Regions from separate parts of the Arachis hypogaea genome. Here region 2 is linked to region 1. The links are chromatin contacts, called in public Hi-C maps. All regions are on one chromosome and are shown on one strand. The core of a region is the stretch at or near the end of the contact, and the rest is flanking DNA. Distances in the headings are between cores, read along the strand shown. Region 1 holds the start of LOC112783390 (CDPK-related kinase 5). Region 2 has its middle 4.7 kb from the start of LOC140182673.

What was found. A called contact is a pair of places that touch in the nucleus more often than the background predicts.
Region 2: a contact with region 1 is called in a Hi-C map of leaf, with 4 times the contacts expected there. The contact joins the enhancer-like site here to the promoter of LOC112783390 in region 1. A contact is called at or near these places in 2 of 8 Hi-C or Micro-C datasets (leaf and an unstated tissue).

The regions. Positions count from the first base shown.
Region 1 is chr20:72,498,720-72,505,550 of arahy.Tifrunner.gnm2.J5K5, forward strand. It overlaps LOC112783390 (CDPK-related kinase 5), which reads left to right and starts at 4,658. Exons shown (of 11, transcript XM_025826324.2): 1 at 4,658-5,719; 2 at 6,446-6,576. The coding sequence starts at 5,174.
Region 2 is chr20:73,099,876-73,107,185 of arahy.Tifrunner.gnm2.J5K5, forward strand. No RefSeq gene overlaps it. Among protein-coding and RNA genes, the nearest start is that of LOC140182673, 4.7 kb to the right of the region's middle. Within about 2 kb of position 5,121, at least 1 of the 3 cell types and tissues checked has open chromatin away from gene starts, as enhancers often do.

The sequences.
Region 1 (6,831 bases), core at 3,408-5,907:
CAGAAGAATCTGATTATTATAGATTAACTGCTTTATTAGATAATGAAAAACAGGCTGTTCTAAAAACAGAATTAAATCTCAAATCAAATGAAAACTTTAATAAACAAAATCTCTTAAAAGAAGTTTTTAATAGAAAAAATATAATATACTATGGAAAAATTCAACTTGAAGCCCCTATAAAGATAAAATCCGCCAATGGAGAACTTGAAATAGCTTTGATAAATGATGAAGAATTGAGTAAACAGATTGAGAAAATTAAGGATCAACAAAAAAGATCTAAAATTGGATGGATTCATATTAGTATTATACAAGTCTTAATCAAATCTACATATATGAAAGGAATTAATTCACCAATAAGCTTAGCAATCTGTGACAAAAGAATTACTGATGATCCAATAGATCAAATAATTGGAATTGTTCATGGAAACTTGGCAAACGTAAATGTTAAATTCAATGCTCATCTTGGATATGCTATACCTTTATCAACTGAAAATCTTGGAAGATCTATAAGTTTAGCTTATAAATTTCACAGAAAGAATCTAATGGAACAAGACGATGAACCATTTTCAATTACATATGCAATAAATTATGCTTTAACAAATAGCCATCATAGTATAATATTTAAAAACAGAGAAAGAATTTATGTCGATGAATTATTTCAGAAAATTGTAAAAACAGAAATACCAAAATATAAAGCTATTGAAAACCCAGTTCTATTATTAAAAGAACCATCAGAAAAATTAGTTTCATCGAATTTCCAAATAAGAGAATCTAAAATTAATAGCCCTTTAAGTTTATCTAAGTTAAAAATTAAAGAAGAAAATTCTGAAATAAAAGAATTAACAAAAAAGGTCGAAAAGTTAAATGAAACCCTAAACACTAAATTATGACAATAAATAAAGAAGAAATATATGTAACTTATCAAGACAAGAAACAAGAGCTCTTTGAAAGAGAAAATCGTTTAAATTATTTACAGTTTTCTGGAATAAATCAAAGGGCATTTGAAGCTCTAAAAATAATTTTTGACAAGTTGAAAAGAGAAGTTGAAGAGCTAGAGAAATTAATAGAATCTCTGAAAAATAGTGATGAATCGATGATAGAGTTTGCAGAAATTCTAAAATAATGAAGCATAAAAAGATTGAAAAACCAGAAAATAAAATAAAAAGAAAAAGGGCGGAAAAATTAAAAAGTAAAATAAAAGAATATAAAAGGGAATTAAATAATTTTCAGATCGAAATTGATGACCTTATAATAAAAAGGATAGAAATAAGAATAAATATAAACAAGTTGGAATTAAACTTAAAAAATTTATAAATGCCTGGAAAACCATATTATGACTTAAAAGAATTAAAACTGTTGAAAGAAAAAATGGAGAATGAAGTTGAAAAATTAAAAAGATATTTAGAAACAACAGAAAGTGTAGAAATAAAAGAAGTTCTTGAGGATTTGAGAAATTATATTAAAGAAAAAGACAAACAGATAAAAGATTTTATATATAATAATCCATGTAAAAAAGAATATTATAAACTAAAACAAGATTGAAAAACTATAAAAATCAGAATTATAAATCAAGGACTAATAATAAATAATCACACAAGAAAAATAATAAAAATGGTCAATACTTTAGATTATAAATTTGCACCACCAATTGAATCTATACAAATTATAATCTTATTTGAAGTAAAATATGAAGAATTAATTTCAAAAAGGAAAGAAAAGTCGAATGTTAAAAAATTGGTATAAGAGCCAACTTAACGATTAAGGGTAACACTTTTTCTCTAAGCAACACTTTTAGTGATACGCTTTTAAATCAATAAACAACCAAATAAAAATAAAAATCTATAAATCTGTACCAAAATGCATCTGTACACTAGATGGACCCTTATTATTATTATCGTATACAGACCATGGTACAAAGAATATGCACATATATTAATAATGAGTTGATTGTTACTTTGTTAGGGAAGGGCGTTGAGTTTTGCTCATGTCTAATTTATGCCAAACAAACAAAAATAAAGCATGCCCCATATTATATTAATAATGTCAACACAATATTAAAAGCTCTTAAATTGGAGTTTACTTAACTCTTGCTAACAATAATAGTAGTAGTTGGTGGAGATGAAGGGAAGAGTAAGCAAGGAACTTTTAAAAGCAAACAAAAAATTAATAATAATTAAACATTTATCCCCTCTCATTTATTAACTCGGTTGTGTGCACTTCACTCTCCTGTTTCTTAACCATTCAAATTAAGCATACCCTTATTTTGGTGTTATTAAATCATCATCATTTTTGGTTGGTTATTATTCAGTTGTTTTGTAGTCTTGTCTCCTATTCATCATTGACAATTACCCTTCTTATCATCACAAATTATTTTATATTTTCTATATATTCAAAAATGTTATACACGTACAACTTTAGTGTGAGATTATTTTGAGTCAATTTATCCAATTTTTTTATACTTAAACTCTGAAAAATGAAGACGGAAATACAAACTCACCTCAAGATAAAAATTTAATTTTAAAATACTATATAAAATAATTTATACATATATCTAATTATGTAACAATATATTAATAAAAAATAACTAATTTTTACTTTAATTATGTATATGATAATCCAAAAGAAAAAAAGAATATAATTAAATAAAGGGTTAAGTACTGAAATCGTCCCTAAGGTAAGTGGCGAAAATCAAATTCGTTCCCAACGTTTTTTTGCTATTAAAATCATCCCGAACGTTCAGAAACACTTTAAAATCATCCTTTCCCAAATTTTTGGACCAAAATACCCTCATCATCATTATTCTCCTCTTCACCTTCATCACCCCACCATCATCACCACCACCACCACCACCACCACCACCATCATAGACACAAACACAAACACCAACACCTTAACCCCACTCCGGTAACCCCCCACCCCCCCCTTCACCCCCTCCCTCACCGTAAACCCCCACCCCTCACCCCTCCACCCCCTCATCCCCCACCCCTCACCCACTCTCTCACCCCCTCACTGTAATCCTCCACCCCCTTACCCCTACCCCTCACCCACTCCCTCACCCTCTCACTGTAACCCTCCACCCCCTCACCCCCTACCTCTCACCGCCTCCCCTTCACCCACTCCCTCACCCCCTCACTGTAATCCTCCACCCCCTCACCCACTCCCTCACCCCTTCACTGTAACCCCCCATCCCTCACCCCCTACCCCTCACCACCTCCCCCTCACCCACTCCCTCACCCCCTCACTGTAATACCTCCCCCCACCCCCTTTCTCATGCCCCTCTCTTCATGTTCATCATCATCATCATCAACAGAAAATTCAAACATGCATAACAAATTTTACAAAAAATCCAGTCCAAAGATTCAACAAATTCAGTTCACAGAAGAAAAAAAAAAGAAGAAGAAGAAGCGGTGGTGCGGTGCGGTTCGGGGGGTTGGACCCATGGTGCGGCAGGAGGGTTGGACGCGGAGCGGCGGCGGGTTGAACGCAGGGGCGGCGGCGGGTTGGACGCAGGGGCGGCGGCGGTGAGGGGGTGAGGCGGCGGCGGTGAAGGGGTGAGGGGGCGACAGTGATGGGGGTGAGGGAGTGGGAACTGATGATGATGATGATGATGATGATGAGATGGGATGGGATGGGATTTGGGGGTGGGGTTTGGGGGTGGGTGTAGGAGGAAGGGAAATTGGGGGGTTGGGGGGGAGAGAGAAGCGAAGAGATGCTGATGGGCGAGGGTGGGGGTAGGGTTTTTTTTTTTTTTATTAATAGTCAAGGGTATTTTTGTCCAAAAATTCGGGAAAGGATGATTTTAAAGTGTTTCTGAACGTTCGGGATGATTTTAATAGCAAAAAAACGTCGGGGACGAATTTGATTTTCGCCACTTACCTTAGGGACGATTTCAGTACTTAACCCTTATTAAATATATAAAATATTTTACAACATTAAAATTAAAATTTTAAAATAATACCTTCAATTCATTGATATATTAAAAAAAAATCTTAAATTAAATAATATTTCTCTATAAAACTTAAATCCAAAATCTCCGATCTCAAATAAATTCAAAATCTCTAATCTAAAATATATATGTTTTAAAATTCACTATGTAATACATTCTACACAACACAATCTTTTTTTTTTTATTATTTTTTAAGTAAAGTAATAATTAAGTTCCTAAAAAATTCAACTTTAAACTAATTAATTGCTAAAAAAACTACTAATTTAATCTCTATAATAATAAATAATGGTGGACACTATATATGTATTATTGTATAAAACTTAACAGTAATACTTACATGTATCATTAATTATTATCACATATTTATTTATGAAAAATTGTTAGGTCTATAACAAAAATTTATAATAATATAAAATAATTGATAAATATTATATAAAAAATTAAAATATAATAAATATTTTATTATCCAAAATTATATTATTTTTATACTTATATGACAACAACCGATTTTCATGCCCATGTACAATGATGTTTTATTTTGCGTTATTCATTAGCGAAAGAACATATATGTCCATCATTTATTATGCTAAAAGATCTAATTAATATTTTTCTCTTTTAAAAAATTAATTAATTCTAGATCAAAATTTTCCAAAATCTAATTATATTTTTTTTTTCTAAATAATGTACTATAATAATTGGTGCATTTCTCTTGGTACGGCGTAGTTGTTGATCAGTCAAAACTCAAAAGTGGAAAAACAATATGTAGTAGCCAAAGCTGTGGCAACCAATGCAAACTGCAAAACACAACACACAATTACTCCAATTACAATCCCCATCTTCTCACTTGCCTCAACTCGCTATTCATTCATTCGTTCGTTCGTTCATATTCATAATTCATCAACACAAGAACTACTCTTTCCTAATTCAATGAACACCCAAACATCATCAACGCTCACGTGCATGCCACGTGTCCCATGAGATTGCTCACCTTCTTCATTTTCATCTCCATCTTCATCTTCCCAACAAAGCCACCACACACACACTCTCTCTCTCTCTCTCTCTCTCTCTCTCTCCATCCAAACATAGAATTCCTCAAAATCTTCGACCCTCTTCCCAACTTTGTAAAGTTCGAAATTTTAGCGGAAGCTGAACGGAACCCAGAAAATTTTCCCCGCAATGTCATGACCAATTCTTCACTAAGCGAGCTTCTCTAACCGTTTTCCAACAATGGGGGTTTGCACTTCAAAGCCTCACAAACCCAACCCTTACGCTTCTCGGGAACCTGAAGCTGAACCTTACGATCCCTCACAACAAATCCCCAGAACCCCTCTCACTCCCCCCGGTGACCGGAAAGATGACGTCATCGCCGGTAAACAGTCGCCGTTCTTCCCCTTCTACAGCCCAAGCCCTGCACGCTTCCTCAAGAAGTCTCCGGCGACCGGAGGAGGGAACAAGAGTGCCAGCTCGACGCCGAGGAGGTTTTTCAGGCGACCGTTCCCGCCTCCGTCGCCGGCGAAGCACATAAGGGCTGTGTTGGCTAGACGGCAGGGAAAGAAGGCGGCAACGGCAATACCGGAGGAAGGAGAGGAGGACGGCGGAGGAGGCGCCGCCGATTTGGATAAGAGATTCGGATTCTCGAAGGAGTTCACTAGTAGGCTTGAGGTTGGGGAAGAAGTGGGTCGAGGGCATTTTGGGTATACTTGTTCTGCTAGGTACAAGAAGGGTGAGCTTAAGGGTCAGCAAGTTGCTGTTAAAGTCATCCCAAAAGCTAAGGTTAATAACAATAATTTGATCCTCTTTTTTGTCTCCTTTCATGTGTTTTTACTTTTTAGTTCCTTATAGACTCATCATGATTACAAACTTGCACTTGTTTTTTGATTTGTTTTTGTTTTGTTGAGGATTGTGAATTGTTGCAAATGCTTAGTCATTTGGGGGTGATTTACATTGTCTGCTAGACAAAGCTTGAGTTTTATTATTGTTATGATTATTATTTTATGCAAAGATATTAAAGCTAGGAAGTATTTTCCGCGGGGAATTATTGTTATGATGATTACAGGGTTGTGTATTCGTTTGTTTTTGTCTGTGTCTCATACAGCTTCCAAACACTAGGTCTTTCTGTTTGGTCTTTTGTGTAATGATTTATTTATTTACTTTCTGAGGATTCTTTCAGTGGATGGTTTTCGAAATCCTTGAAGTCGTATGTATTTGTTTGATCTTCCGGAGTCATGAAAATTGAGTAGCATAGCTCGGCATTGACCTAATCCATTCTAATTGTTAAATGTTGAACTTGGATGCTTTGTGATAAACTTGTTGGAACATTTCTTATAGCAAATTGAAATTGCTGTGGATGATATTGTTCTTATTGTATGAAAAGCTTGGACTTCTCCACAGTGGCATTGTCTAGATACTTGGTATAACTTTTGTTGCAACTTCTACACTATTGTGAACCATATATAGAGGTCAAAATTATGGTTTAATCTTCACCCATTTTGTTGCCAGATGACAACAGCAATTGCAATTGAAGATGTGAGAAGGGAGGTTAAGATATTGCGAGCTTTGAACGGACACAAGAATCTGGTACAATACTATGATGCATTTGAAGATCAAGATAATGTCTACATTGTGATGGAGTAAGTTTTGGGCATCTGTTTCCTTTTCAAATGATATCATAACAGTAGTGCACTCGCAATTCTAGCGAAGACAAAACTTATGGAAAGGAAGCTAATAATTTATTCTTCAATGAAGTATTCTGTCACAACCCTAGACACTATTTTTGGTAACACCAAGATGGTATAATAGGTTTGATTACTTATTTTTGTTGATTGAATGTGCATCACATGTGAGAGCTTTTATTTATTTTTCATTTATTTTTTCCCAACTTTTTC
Region 2 (7,310 bases), core at 3,871-6,370, 600 kb after region 1:
GAAAAAGAGCTGTGTTCAAGAATCAATTAGAGCCTAAAGAAGAGAATCTATAATATCATCCGAATTCTAGTTTTGAAGGGCACAAATACTTCTGAGCTCCAAAGGATAATGAGATGCTGAACCTATTCAGAATTAGAGTGTCATAAGCCCTATTCAGTAACTAGATCTGAGCTTAAATGACAACTCAAAGTCTTAAGCGTTTTCTCTTCTTGGTCCTATATTGTTTTGGTTGCTTGAGGACAAGCAACAGTTTAAGGTTAGGAGCTCTGTTTATTTCTATGGATTAGAACTATTGCTTTTCTATTTTAATTAATGTATTGATTCAATTCTAAGTATTGTTTTCGTTCTTAATCTTATGAATTGGGTGGAATGAGAGTATGTCCCTTTTTCTACTTAAGTTCTTATGATTCTCAAGAGAGTTATCTGGCTTGAACTACAGCTTGAAAACAAATTCCTCCTAAATTGCTAATTACATGAACTAATTGGGATATGTGACATAAGATCCTGTTAGCTTTGGGTAATTAGGGGTTTTGTGGCGTTAAACTAGTCTTCTGAACTTAACCCTCTAATCGGAATTAAGTGACCACGAGAGTGGCGGTTAATGAAGATTAGAGGAGGCTAAATCACTAAGAGATTAGGCTAAATCATGCATTGTTAAAATAGTTGGTAAGAACTTTTAATCCAGAAAGATAAACATTTCCGAAGCCTTAACTGTTTTCTCACACTGCTTTCACACCAAACTGTTTATTGCTTTCTTTATTTGCTTATTTATTGTTCTATGCGATTTCAACCTTCAAAACCGTTTTCTGATTCACCTAACTAAGTCAAACTTGACAACCACTGCTTGCTCAGTCCGACAATCCTCGTGGGATCGACCCTCACTCACCTGAGGTATTACTTGGATGACCCGGTGTATTTGCCGGTTAAGCTGTTGGGAAATTTGAATTCCTGCACCACATTTGGCATCCCGAAACCTTATATCTTATATATTGGGCACTGTTACCATACTGAGAACCTTACATTTGCCTTCCGCTGCGTCACTCTAATTATTCGTCACTAATAACTCGAATTACTCCACTACATGGAACATAAATTTTCCTTTAAACCAAATACTGCTTTTATAACATTTTTCAAAACCTTCAAAACAAGTTCAATCTAAACTAATTCATTGTTAAAAATTTTTCAAAAGACTCAAAAATTATTTATTCTTAAATTAATTACTTTAAATCATGATTTTTCTTAAATTCATTAAAATCCTTACATCATAGCTTTTCAAATTTAAATCCTTTCCGATGAGTTAAATTACAAACCAAATGCACAAATTAACAAAATCATAGAACTCACTTTTATTTGTAAACCATATTATTCAAACCAAGAGTTCCGACCCAAATTCAAAACCAAATCATTTAAACCAAAGGTTCCAAACCAAATTTGAAAATAATTCTAAGCTTTAAACTTTTTTAGCATGATTCAAGGCCATACTGGTTAGAAATTGAAAATTCTAATTAAAAACTACAAAATTATTTCCTCATTCTATAGCTGCATCAGTTGGAACTTCCCCTGCCGCCAATGCTAAACCTCACCCATCAACTGATATGCCGCAAAATCCACGAACTGGTTTTCCGGAATATGTTGAGCTCGTAATGCATTAGCTAGGTTAATCATCCTCACTATCTCTCCGTTAATGTGATTGACCTCATCCGCGAGTTGCCATTCGGGTTTCTTTTCCACACCAAACAATCAATATCAAGATGATCAGTCTCAATATCCCAAGCTCGGTGCTTCAATTTTCCCAAAAGTACTCACAAACAAACATGATATGCATATCAAACAGATATCCTAAATAGCACGAAAGAAAAACGACCCAGAGTGTGCAACAAAGCACAATTGGTCCATCCCTCAGGCTCACGAGGACAAACTACTCTGATACCATAAATGTAACACCCTGTTTTCCTCAAATTTTATATCATTTTAAATCTCTTGAAATCATCTTTAATTTAAAATAAAAATTATTCAATTTCAATGTTTGAGGCTCAAGTTATGATCCACCAAAGTTCACCAAAAATCAAGTTTTACACAAAAATATCAAAGTTCTCTAGTTCCTAAATTCCAAATCAAACCAAACCAAAACATACCCAATTTTATCACAAAACACTATCACATACTACACTTTACCATTTCATTGTATTTTCATTACTTCTACACCTAATTTACTCAACTTTTCCATCATAAATCAACACAAATCTATAATTCCAATTCAATATTTTCATACCAATAATTTACACAATCTAATTCCTCATAATTTACAATATCATCACATCACAATCATTATATCACAATTATCATCACAAACTAGAGTGGGAATTTTGAGTTTCTACCTACAAACCTTCATTATAAATGACGGACTCAGCAAGAGCTTTGCGTAGCCGTAAACGGCTCGTCAATTGGAGCTCCGGATCAAAAGTTATGAGTGAAACAAGATGAAGGTGAATAGTGTTCTTCTGCCTTCTCCTCTCCACTCATCTCAGCGTCTGTCCTCTCTCAATTTAGGGTAAAATGAGTTGAATGCTCATTAAAAGAGATTTAGATATGTTGGATTTGGGCCCAACTTGGGCCCGGTCCAATCTGTTAGCATTTTTACCCCGTTTGGCCCACTTTGGGCCAAAACCTTTAAAATTAGCACCCGGTTTTTTATTCTAAATTATTTTTATCCTTTTAAAACAATAAATTCAATTTTCAAAATTATATTTGTCTCAATACGCGGTACTTGTCAAACTAGAGCCGGCTCCAATCTGTTAGCATTTTTACCCCGTTTGACCCACTTTGGGCCAAAACCTTTAAAATTAGCGCCCGGTTTTTTATTCTAAATTATTTTTATCCTTTTAAAACAATAAATTCAATTTTCAAAATTATATTTGTCTCAATACGCGGTACTGGTCAAACTAGAGCCAATACTGCCGGCTTAAGTGCCAGTACGTATTTTTATAAAAAAAAAATTCGTAAAAGATACATTTTCCCACTCAAAAAAATTTATTGAATTCAGATTTCACCTTTTTATTTACAAAATATCATTTCTATATTTTTGAACCTAGTCTGTGCAGTTAAAAATTATTATTTTATTAAAATCGTTACTCCGGTTCTTACAAATTAGGTCTCTTAAATTCCAAAACATGAATCTCTTTCGTCTTGGAGTAAATTGCCGTTACCAAAACTACGACCAGTACTTATTCTTTGTCTCTATCATCAACACCATTGTGTCCTCACCAATTCTCACCATCACCACCACCACCATCATTTTGTTCTTGTCTCCATCATCATCATGCCTCACCCATTTCCACCATCTCATTCAACTTATCCTTGTCCTTTGCATACCCATAACCCATCATCATCCATCCTCCATCCTCACGTTCACTAACTATCCTACTTCATTATCTCACCCTCACTCCCACATCACCGTCACTATTATCATATCCTTGAATTCTGATGCCTCTCTCTCTCTCTCTCTCTCTCTCTCTCTCTCTCTCTCTCTCTGACCTCATGGGAGTGGTTGCCACGACATTAACCGCAGATGAAAAATTGCTGCCGGAGGAGAAGAGTGGTGTCACAATAGCGCCGAAGCAGAAATATCTTCAAGGAGGAGGACACGACATGCGGACGGGCAAGAGGTCAAAGAGACTTCTAAGGCGGATTAGGGGTCACCGATTAAGATGATACTCTGGTTTTTCAAATCGGGGAGGCACGGTGATGGCCTTACGTGGCAATGTATATGCGACAGCAAACATGACTTCAGGAGACGGTCAGGGGCACAGAGTGCGAGGCTCGGTCTCGGCATCTTGCAACATGTGGTGAAGAAGTCTCCAGTGGCAATGTCTTCTTGGAATGAAGTGTTGATGGAGAAGAAGAAAGGGGAGATGGAAACTCTGGGTCTCAACAAGGATGAGGCAGGTTTCAGGTGGGTTCTCCTTGAACGATGCCCTTTTTATATTGTCAGGATGGCACTTAACAATATACGTCAGCACTATTAAGATGGCAGTTTACTCGGAGACCAATGGAGACTTACGTTTTTCAATTTAAAGGACGTAGTTGGACATTTACAAAAGTCAAGAATTTAATTGATGCGTGATTTGAATATCGGAGACCAAATTGAACATTTACTCGAAAAATAAAACATGTTTAATTGTTAGGATAGAAACACGAAAGAAGAAAAAATTGTAGACACAAACTTAATGAAGTATTTTGGATCAGATCTTTATTCTTCCTTCATAATTCTGAATGGAAAAGTATGAAGAGCCAATGTAATTGGTATACAATGTGTACAATGGTAGTGAACACAAAAATAAATAACACTTTTAAAATTAGAGTAAACGTGGGTAATTTTCATTTTTAACTCAAATTGGACTAAATAAATAGCCCATTGTACACATTGTACAGATATCTCATTAGCTCCTTAGCAAAATTCTAAATGAATTTACTTTTCTTCTACTTGTCCTTGTCCTTTCTCTTCACTACCTCCTCCTTCGTTTTTGTTCTTTGTTACTTTACCTCTTTTACCTTTTCATCATTTTATACTTTCTCTATATTTTGATTTTCTCCTCTTTCGTCTGTTTTTTTTTCCTTTTCTTCCGCGGTTATTCTTTCTCTCTTCTGTCTCTCTTTCTTTTCTCTTACATATGAAGGGAACATTGAAAATAAAAGTGATTAGATTAAAAATGCTAGCCTAATAATACAAGAAAGAAACTATAGGTTAGAAGAAATTTTTATATTTTAATTAGAATTGACAATTTTGGTATTTTATACATATTTATGTGACTTGCCCATTCTAATAAGGATAGACAACGATCCTTTTTTAATTCTATCCACTATAATGAAATATAATACAAATTATTTTTATTGTCTTTCTTTGTCTCTAATATCTTGGAAGTTGAAGCACATAGTAAATTTTTATCTAGCTACTTTTGTTCGGTCTTTATAATATAACAAATCCGCACTATACCATATGAATTTTTTTTTTTTTGTTCACTACAGCTAAAGTCAAATTCAAATTCGAATGTGGTTGTTCGATAGGCATATGATATGTTATTATTTTTTTTTGTCATTTATTACTCGGTCATTGCCGGGGATCGATCCCGGATGAAGAATATTAAAAAACATTATATTTTGTCATTCAACTAAAGGCTCAAAGACATGTAATATGCCACTTTTTTTATGTCAGAATATAATATAAGGAAGGTGTTCACGTGTGCCCATGTATTTTTGCAGAACAGCAGTGTTTCCATTGGTATGTCCGCAAAGATATAATGTAAAATATTAGAAGGGCAGGGATTGATGGGACACTTTCTTGTGTGGAAATCCCATCAATAGAGTGTTGGGTGGGATAGCAAATGGTGTGGAAGTTATGCTGTGCATGTTGAGAGTAATTGTCGGTTTTGTCCAATTTTAAAGAAGCCTACGTATGTGGAGCCAGAATTTGCTGCAGAAGTGCAATAGCACTTTAGCCGAGCCGAAATGGTTGTGGGCTGCAGGAAGATATGTGTGGCCCATTTAAGGTTTGAGTGCGAAGGATTGGACTATCATTCAATGGGTATCACTAATGGACTAAAGACATCTAATGAGTTGGGTTTTACCGGTGGAAATCCGTTAAATTTTTTCATCCGGTCGGAAGTGGTGTTTACTATCTGTTGGTTTGGAAGGAAGGTAAGGATTCCCAAAAAAATACAAAAGTTAGGCAGAAGGTAAGAATGAGAATGGTTGAACACTTACAGGCGTAAAATTGGTGAATAAATTTAACGATTATTAGTTGATAGTACGGAACAAATTTTTTGTTTAAATTATGTAAGTAATTGAGTAAAAGATTTCAATAAAAAACTAATTTGAAAAATATCTGAGAAAAAAAATTTCATTGTGAATATTGTTCGTTGTGTAAGCTAAGGCCCTAAAATAGAAATTTAGTCGATTTAGTGTAGTTTATCGATAACGTGTTCTAGTTATGTATTGTGCTAACAACGTAGTGTGTGTTTAGATTAAAATTTGTATTAAATTTTTTTTTTTTGTGAAATTGATTTTAGTTATAAGTACATTGGTATTAATGTGATTTATGATTAATAACTTTATATTAGGATAAATCATAATAAAATAAATGTCGTTTAGTTGATAATTTTCAAAATCTGTTTTAAGTGAAAATTGAGTCGGAGGACATGAAATTTAATAAATATTTTACGTTAATTGATTAGTTCAAGATGAATATTTAAGTAATTTTTATAAATGTATAAATTAAGAATAATATATATGAAATCATAAAATATAGTTTATACGAAAAACAAAAAAAATATGAAAAATATAGCAAAGCATAGTTTAATAAATTATGTTAATCAAAAATTTTTTAGTACTCTCGAAAGTCTTGTATTTGATACTATTATAAACTAAAAATTATAATTATTTATAATTTTATCTTCAGTTATTATTTAATTTTTATTTACTTTGTTTTTTGTAAGGAGATTAATAAATTTATATTATCAAAAAATGACAATAATAAACTAGTATACAAGAGTTACGCTAATAAACTTTACCAGAACCATAGCAAAAATAATTTTTTTTTTTTATGTAAAACAAGGAATAAAAATTTGAAGAAGATATTATTAATGAATGTTATTGCAAGTTCATTTATCAAATTTAATTTTCTGTCCGTTAGTTTCAAGCTAAGGTCGCTGAGAATGTGCTAAAAGGTTGTTAATGTTGCACTGATTGAGTTACTTGTTGACATGCAGGGGAAAAAAATCGACCTATCTTAAATGTTTGTTATCTTTATAACAGTTTGAAGGAGAAAGAAAAAATCGATTTGAGTGAAGGTTTTTGAGAATCTTACTGTTGCAATCTCTAAGGAGTTAATTTTGTGAACTACATTTTTTGAGTTAATTTTGTTAATTTTGAGAATCTTATTGTACTAAACATTTTTTCATCAACTTCATTCCTTCTTAGCTCAATAGTTCATAATACTTATGGTGTAAATTAAATCTTTTTCACAAAATTAAGGGGACCCAAAGAAAGGTGGAAAAGCTTGCTGTCCACTAATGGGTAATGCCATAGAGGTGCATAACACAAAGATGCAGGTCCAAGTAAAATAAAGAAAGGAATATAGTCATATAAAAGGAATAAGTAAATGGTGAAAACCCCTCCTGCTCAATATCCCTCAACGCTAAGATTCCAACACAAGTTTCTCCATTCACCGACCACTGTTCAGCAAAGGAATCGCAATTGGCCACTCAACAAATAATGTGAGATAAGAACAAATTTATACACTTCCATCTCTAAAT